Linked DNA regions of Gossypium hirsutum: region 2 is linked to region 1. The links are chromatin contacts, called in public Hi-C maps. All regions are on one chromosome and are shown on one strand. Each heading gives the region's core, a stretch centred on a gene start, on an enhancer-like site or on the middle of the called end of the contact. The rest is flanking DNA. Distances are from core to core; before and after follow the strand shown.

Evidence for each region. A called contact is a pair of places that touch in the nucleus more often than the background predicts.
Region 2: a contact with region 1 is called in a Hi-C map of leaf, with 3 times the contacts expected there. The contact joins two enhancer-like sites. A contact is called at or near these places in 19 of 34 Hi-C or Micro-C datasets (anther, callus, cotyledon and 3 more).

The regions. Positions count from the first base shown.
Region 1 is chrD13:5,460,720-5,464,455 of Gossypium_hirsutum_v2.1, reverse strand. No RefSeq gene overlaps it. Among protein-coding and RNA genes, the nearest start is that of TRNAP-AGG, 4.8 kb to the right of the region's middle. Within about 2 kb of position 2,180, at least 2 of the 9 cell types and tissues checked have an H3K27ac peak or open chromatin away from gene starts, as enhancers often do. A contact at or near this core is called in hypocotyl and leaf, where this site is marked.
Region 2 is chrD13:5,503,413-5,507,415 of Gossypium_hirsutum_v2.1, reverse strand. No RefSeq gene overlaps it. Among protein-coding and RNA genes, the nearest start is that of LOC107919438, 29 kb to the right of the region's middle. Within about 2 kb of position 2,160, at least 3 of the 9 cell types and tissues checked have an H3K27ac peak or open chromatin away from gene starts, as enhancers often do. A contact at or near this core is called in hypocotyl and leaf, where this site is marked.

The sequences.
Region 1 (3,736 bases), core at 931-3,430:
GTAAGGTTGTTACATTATTAATATCAAGAAAAACATGACGTGCAATGAATATAAAGATGCCTTTACATAGGCTACAAAGCTGAAAAATACTAAGTCAAGTAAAAGTCTAAATAACTTGGAAAGAAATAAATTAAGTAAAACTTAACTTACTTGCACATAAAGTACTCAATTGATGGATTATCATGGAAAGAATTAGTTAAAATTTAACCCACAAAAACATATTAAAATTTGGCCAAGTAAAGACTTAAAAGGATCATAACAAATAAACCAAAAATAAATGACAAGATCAGACCTAAGTGTCAGAAAAGGAAAGCCTAAGGATTCATATAACAATTCAACCTAATAATCTTTAACAAAATCGAATGAAGATCAAAACTTCAAAAATAACTAGAATTCGGTCCAAAAGAGAGAGATCAAGACTGAAATATGGTTAGGTATAGAAAATAAAGTGTAAACAAGAGAAATATGATAACTTTGAACATGGAGACAAGGGATAAGTAATTCAAAACAATGGTCACGAGAGAATAAAAGAACAATTTAGACAAGAAAGAATAACAAAAAGCATGCAAAATAGACTAGAAGAAAGAACCATATTCGACTAAAGGGAAAAAGAAGACAAAAGCAAACCAAATAATGAAAACTAGAAAACTTACTTGGGAAACTCTTAAAAAATGACTTAGACTTTTCTTAAAGCAATTCTCTTCAAATGAAAGGAAATGAGAAGAGCATGAGATTTGCTTCCTTTATAAGGCTTAGAATTATCTAACCCTCCATATTAACCAATTCAATGATAACACATGATAAGTATTACAAAGTATTAGAATTCATTGCCAACTAGTTAAACACATGACAATTTAACTGCCTCTTAGGAAAAAGAATACCTTGTCCAAATGTTCCAAAAATTGTCTAAAAAACATAAATTATCTTAAAATAACCTAATTACATCAATAAACACCCAAAACTCAAGAAAGCTAAGAGTATGCAATCTAGGCCGGAATTATTCAATATTCTCAAATGTTGACACTCTATAAGGTTCCCAAGCATGTTCGTACCCAGTATTCTTGGTTTTCGTCATGAATTGTATTTTGTTAGTAAAAGTGCTGATTTCGGGTTGGTATTGTAAACCAAGTTAATCTGGGAAGTTAAACCGAGAGGTTTCCAGGAATTATTGTTGGTCTAATGGTAGATCATTAATTAGTGATTAATTAGAATAATTTAGGTGGTTTAATTAGTTTTAATTATTGGGGAAGTGGTTAGGAATAGTTTTATATTTTCATTACTTACCCGTAATTTTATTTTCAATATTTATTGCAAATTTATATCACTTACCTTAATTATAAATCTCAAACTACACAATGTAAACAACCTAGTCGGAAAAGAAAAAATGCTATGCTGCAAAATCATTCACCAAATCTAGCGGGGGTGACTATTTGGTCGAATCGAGTAAAAATATTTCAAGTTAATCGAGTTGACGAGTCATATTTTATCATCCTAACTCAATTTAATTTTTTTTCGAATCGAGTCAAGTGCAATGAAATTCAAGTTGAGTCAAATTGAGTGAAATTATTCAAGTTAAGTTAAGATCTTGTTACAAATAGAACATAAATTTAAAACCATATATATTTGAAAACTTTTTCAAAGCAAAATAATAATAAAAAATAAGATACCTTAGTATTATAAACTTGAATCATTAATTAACTTATTTAGGTCCCAAAATTATTATTTTAGAACATTTTTTTTAAATTTTACTTTCTTTATGTATTTTTTACAGATTTTATGTTTTTTTTAAAAAATTTATAAATATTTTGAATTTAAAAAATTATTTAAAATTATTCAAACTGGATTGACTCAACCATATAAAAAGGAAAGAGGCAATAGAAGTATGGATGAGGGTTTAATATTATTGATAAAGTCGGATGCCTTGGGCCCTAAGTTTCAGTTCCTAACTTGTTTGTACTATAATCATATATTTATACTTATATAAACATTATATGCAATAATGAAAATAAATAAAATAAAAGGATAAGAAACAAGTGGTTGGAGGGCATGATTTTTGGATTAATGCATTGTCAAGTTTGACTAGACTTTCGATTAAAATGAAAGCTCACATGGTTATATGAGTAGTGTGTCTTTTACTTAAATATGTGGCCTTCAGCTCATATTTTGTCTGTGTATGTATATATAAAGTCACCGAAACATAGTCATAGAGTGAGCGGCTGAGCCCTTTGGCCATGGGGCTTGTAATGTACTGCAGCAGCCATGGGCGTCCCTATGGATTCTGTCGTGAAAAGTATGGATAAACTCAGCATCAGCGACGGCTGTCATCTATCGTCTACAGTTAAAAAAAATCAAGGGATCCATATGAAGAAATATTCTTTTTTACTTTCATATTGAGAAATTTACGGATGAATTTTCTTAAGGTAGGAAAAGGGATAAAGAAAGAGGATTTTAATTAACAAGTCAACATTCATAGGTGTCGAGTTCGAGATTATTTATTTAAATCTTAATTCAGACCTCAACTCTTATTAATGTCAAGTTTAGTTTAGCATTTTGGTTATTGACTCTTACTTGTTTGAAGTTGATCTCATGGGAGTTGATAGAGTAAAGCCGAATTCAACACCCATAAATGTCTAGGTTCTAAGTCTGATTTGTTTACCGTTAAACATATTCTTTTTGCAAGTATGAAACAAATAAGAGTAAATAGTCAAAATGTTAATCTGAACTTGATACTAATAAGAGCCAAGTTCAAAGTTCAGATTTAAATAAATAAGGTTGAACTTAACACTTATGGGTATCAGACTTATCACTCGAAATTCAATTTTCTTGTTTCTTTCTTGATTCCAAAAAAATTCAATGATCAAAATCCCTATACTAAACTCGACACCCCTGAGTTTTAAGGTACTCCTAAATAACCATATTCTAAGAAATAAGTTTTTTAGGAACGTATGTTGAGAATTAATATAAAATTTCTCAATATCAAAATAAAAAACCCCTGAAAGAAATTAGAATAAGATTTTTTTTTCATTTAACATGATCCATATTAGTTTCTAAAAATTTCCAAAATTTTTATGGAGTTTAATGAAATTTTCAAAAAAAAAATAGAATTAACATAATTAAAATTTTCAAAATCTTAAGAAATGAATAAAATTTTCAAGAAAATGTTTTAAGGGCCAAGCCTTCGGCTCCTATTACCATTTATTCCTGCAAAATAAACCCAAAATAAAACGATGATGAATTTAGCGACATCCATCCGCTTTCGTTAAAAAAAATGTACCAAATATTTTCATGAACCCAAATGAATTCATTCAACTTATGAAGCACGTCCAACTAAGAAAAAATAACTAAATTAAATTAAATTTCAAAAAATAAATCATTTATTGTCAAGGTTTAGTTTACAGGTTAGGCATAATTAATATTTTGAAATTTTTTTATGATTTTGGAACTGAAATATTTTGTTTAGAATTGAGTCGAAAATGAAAAACAAAAACAATTTTCATGTAATTTTTAATCAATAAATGTTAATTTTATTACAATTTAGTTATATTTGATTCTTTTTATAGTGCAATGATTAAATCGATTCATTTCATAATAGAAAGACTAATTTGATTAAGGTTGTATAATAGAGGGACTTGGTAGGTATTTTCACCCAACTTTTAATGGCCAAAATATAACCCATATTTTCCCTCTGAAACGACAAGTGGGGTTGAAGCCCAACCAAAAAACCAGACAAATGGGG
Region 2 (4,003 bases), core at 911-3,410, 43 kb before region 1:
TCAACTGAATTAAAAATCATTACAAATTTAAATACTTTTAAACATATATATAATTTTAAATTATTTCAATAATAATAATATCAACTGAATTAAAAATCATTCAAATATGCATACTTGATTAATTGATTTGGAATATATATTTTTATCTTCTATGTGTAAAATGGGACATAAATTAAACCTTATCATTACCAATTACCATGGCATTCTGATAAATTATTTTACTTTAATTTTATTTTTAAAAAAATCGACTACCTATTACAACAACAATTGGGTTAAATATTTTTATTATTTAATTATTACAGGTGATGCATAATAAACAGTCGATTTTTAAAATGATTATCTTGATGTGAATAAAAGTAACATGTACTGATGTAACTATTTCATGCAATCTTTTAAATTGTTGGTATTTAATATTTTTATTTGATACATATTCGAAAATAGACGCGTATTACTTTCCAAACATATATAGAGAAACATATAAAATTTGAGTATGCTTAGAACATATGGACAGCAGCAAACATAACTTATGTGACACATGATACCCTAATTTCAATCTACATTAATGAGGCTCTTGAAAATTTTGAGGTCTTGTATTCAAGTTTCAGATTTATTTTAATTGAGTTGTCTAAATAGATTTTAGTTTGTGATTTAAGCTCAGTTAATTATTTAATGTTTTATGTATTTAATTATTTTTATGATATTATTCATCTAATTATCTTTTTGTATAATTTTAATTTATTGCGATCAATGATGAGACTTTAAGATTTTAATGATCCAAGTTCAAGTCTCACCTTATTCAAATATATTTCAATTTCACTTATATTTGTATTTATAAACTCTTTAGAAGACCGACTCCAAAAGAAAAAAGAAAAAAGAAAACCCTAATTTTCAATCATAATTAATATGTACTTACATGGGACACTCCCAGCTGTTAGGATAGGGAATTGGTCGTTTGAATTGAACTGTTTTGGTGTTTCCCATGTCTGTGGGACTTAATTGTGTTATCCTGCAAATTTACAAGTGAGTGGACGTAAATGATTTTAAATTAATCAACTATAAATATAAATAAACCAAGATAAAATATATAATATTAAAATTATACATAAAATCAATTCAAACTCTACTTATCAAAGCTTATAAATACCTCTAATTTTCAAACATGCCTCCTTGGTGCCATACACTTGTAAATTATCTTTTATTATTTTCAATTTTTATTACATTTTGTAGTTTAATGCAATGTCCTTTTCATTTTGACTCTTCTTGGCTAGTTTTTCAATATTATTTGCCATCTTGTACCTTTCCAATTAATTTCATCACAGATCATTTGTGAAAATTTAAACCCTAAAAACATCTTCAATACGATGGCCACTGATTCCTCATTAATCCCTTCTCAATGAATGCCACTCAACTATAGATATTAATTTTTTATTTGATTCTTGAACAACTTTTATATTATATATATATTGATTGTTTGATGTGTCCTTTAAGTGAGGAGAATCGGATATTTATAATATACAATTATTGTTTATCGAAATGACGTCTTAGGTAAGCTCCATGCATGTCAACATGTATACTGTTCTAGACTTAACACGTGTTCATCGAACCACTCACTTGATTTCACACCCTTTGCCTACGAACACCCAGGAATATGAGAACCTGGCTCGCGAGCCCTTAATGTCTCTACCTTATGAGGCCCAGGTTCCTCCGTATCTACTCGAGTTGTGGGTTGGTAGTTCGGAGTTATATTCAGGTTTCGGGTTGGTAACAGGAAATACCATAACAATATATATATATATAAAGTTTTGTTAAAAAATCGCCATTAATTTTCTATTAATTAATGATTTAGAAATATAAATAGACTTGGATAAAAAGTAAACCTCATATGATCGGATTTTAACAAACATATATAATATTAATATCATATATAAATTTGATACCGACTCATGTACAAGCATATTGCAGGGGGTGTTGTTAATGCTGGTTTGTCTCATGCAGTGGCTCCTTTCGAAAGGTTCCAATGAGACTTTTGTCCTAAAGAGGTGTCAAGTCAGACTCCTTTTTCCTATATAAAAGCCTGAAAGGGCTTTTACTACCAACACTGCATTTCGGGGAGGGTGGGGTGTGTGGGTGCATTGCTGTCACCTTTGTAGGCCCACCGTGGCGGGCCATTCATTGCTCAGCCCAGGGTTCACATGTAAATGAATGCCTTTGCCATCCTTATGTAATACTTGCATAATGCTTGTTTATATGTGCTGCATCTACTTTTTCTTGCAAACAGCCTGGGATTTGAAACCCTCATCTTGTTTTCTTGACCCTATTTTTTATAAAAAAATTAGAGCTCAGAAGTGTTCATGACTAGATCGAATTTATATATGATTTTATATAATATATAAAATAAAATAAAAAATATATTATAAAGTAGACAACATTTTGAATCAAATTCAAGCCTTTAATATTAGAGCTGATCTATCCAAATTTTTGCCCATGTCACACCAGCTTCGTGAGCACAATATCACTGAAAATTTTAAAGAATAGATTGTGACACCACTTTCCCCAAGGTTGTAGCATTGTACTAAGAGAACATGTTTTGAGTTGGAATTGAGGTGAAGCTACACATTCATATCATACTCGATTTGTATTTACTATTAGGATTGGCATAAAGATACAATGTTACATTTGGTAGGAATATTATTTTTTATACATGTTTTAGAATATGGATTAACAATAAACTGATTCAATTGGTAACATTTAACCACTCTCATGATTTATTTTTAGTAAAGAGAAAGAAAATTTTTCGCTTATTTTGAAGATGTCTTATTTTTTATAAGAGTTATTAATTTATCTTTCTAATTTTTAATTTAAATTTGTACTAACTATTTTTTATTTTAAATCTAACTATTGTAATATATACGTAATAAATAAGCTTTTTCTTCTAATTATTACCCTCGTAACTAAACGAGACATATTTGTTATAATGCTAATAAGGTTTTAAAGTTCAATACCAATTCTAAATTTTTTGACAATTTGATATTCATTATGGATTACTACATTCTTGCAAACATATTCAATACATCCCAGGAAGAGAATAATAAACATTTGCATACAAATGTTTTAATAAGAAATTATAGATTTAGAACGTAGTATGAATTTTTTGATTAAATTGGTCTCACGAGTTAACCTGGTATCAGTTCGGTTGAAGAAATGACTAAAATAACTTATTATATACAAAATAAGTTATATTATTATGGATGTATTTCTGTCTTTTAAAAAAAACTTACATGTAGTGAAATTTGAACCTATGGTACTAGCATCTATAAAACCTTAACTTTACTACTTCAACCAAAGATTTAATTCCGCTTTGATATAATTTTTAATATTTGTACATAACAAGATTTTTCATCCACATTGTTATATCTTTACTGTAAATACCCGATTTTACCCGGGTCTAAAAGGCTCGAATTACAAGCAGGCTTGTATGGCCAAGTTAATAAGACAAAATAGTGGCCCAATTAACCCAAACCCGATTATAACAAAATAGGCCCAAAATTAGTGGCCCAAGTAATTTCAGAAACCCTAGGGTTTCTAGGGTAAACCACAGCTTTCCTCGTTCGCGCCGCAGCCCCGCATGATCGTTGTACCTGCACATCAAGAAAGAAAGCAGCAGTATATGGAAAGAAAAAGATTTGCAAACCAAATCAAAAATTGTTTCTTTATATTGTTGATACTTCGGCTATAAAAGAGCCATTGATATACTGTAATATTGATCCCCGAAAATTAATAAAAAAGAAAGCTATTATTTTTGCAACACAGAGAGTTCAAATAGGGGAAGGGCATAAATCGATTCAAAAGGTTGCTATTAACAATTTTTTTTTATCTATTGTTAGATTAGATTCATTTTATTTTTTTTATTTGCATGCGAATAAATTAAATAAAAAGAAGGGAACAACCTGTTTTCGATTTTGAAACGACGCGGAGACGATTGAGGGAGCTATTCCTCGGGTCG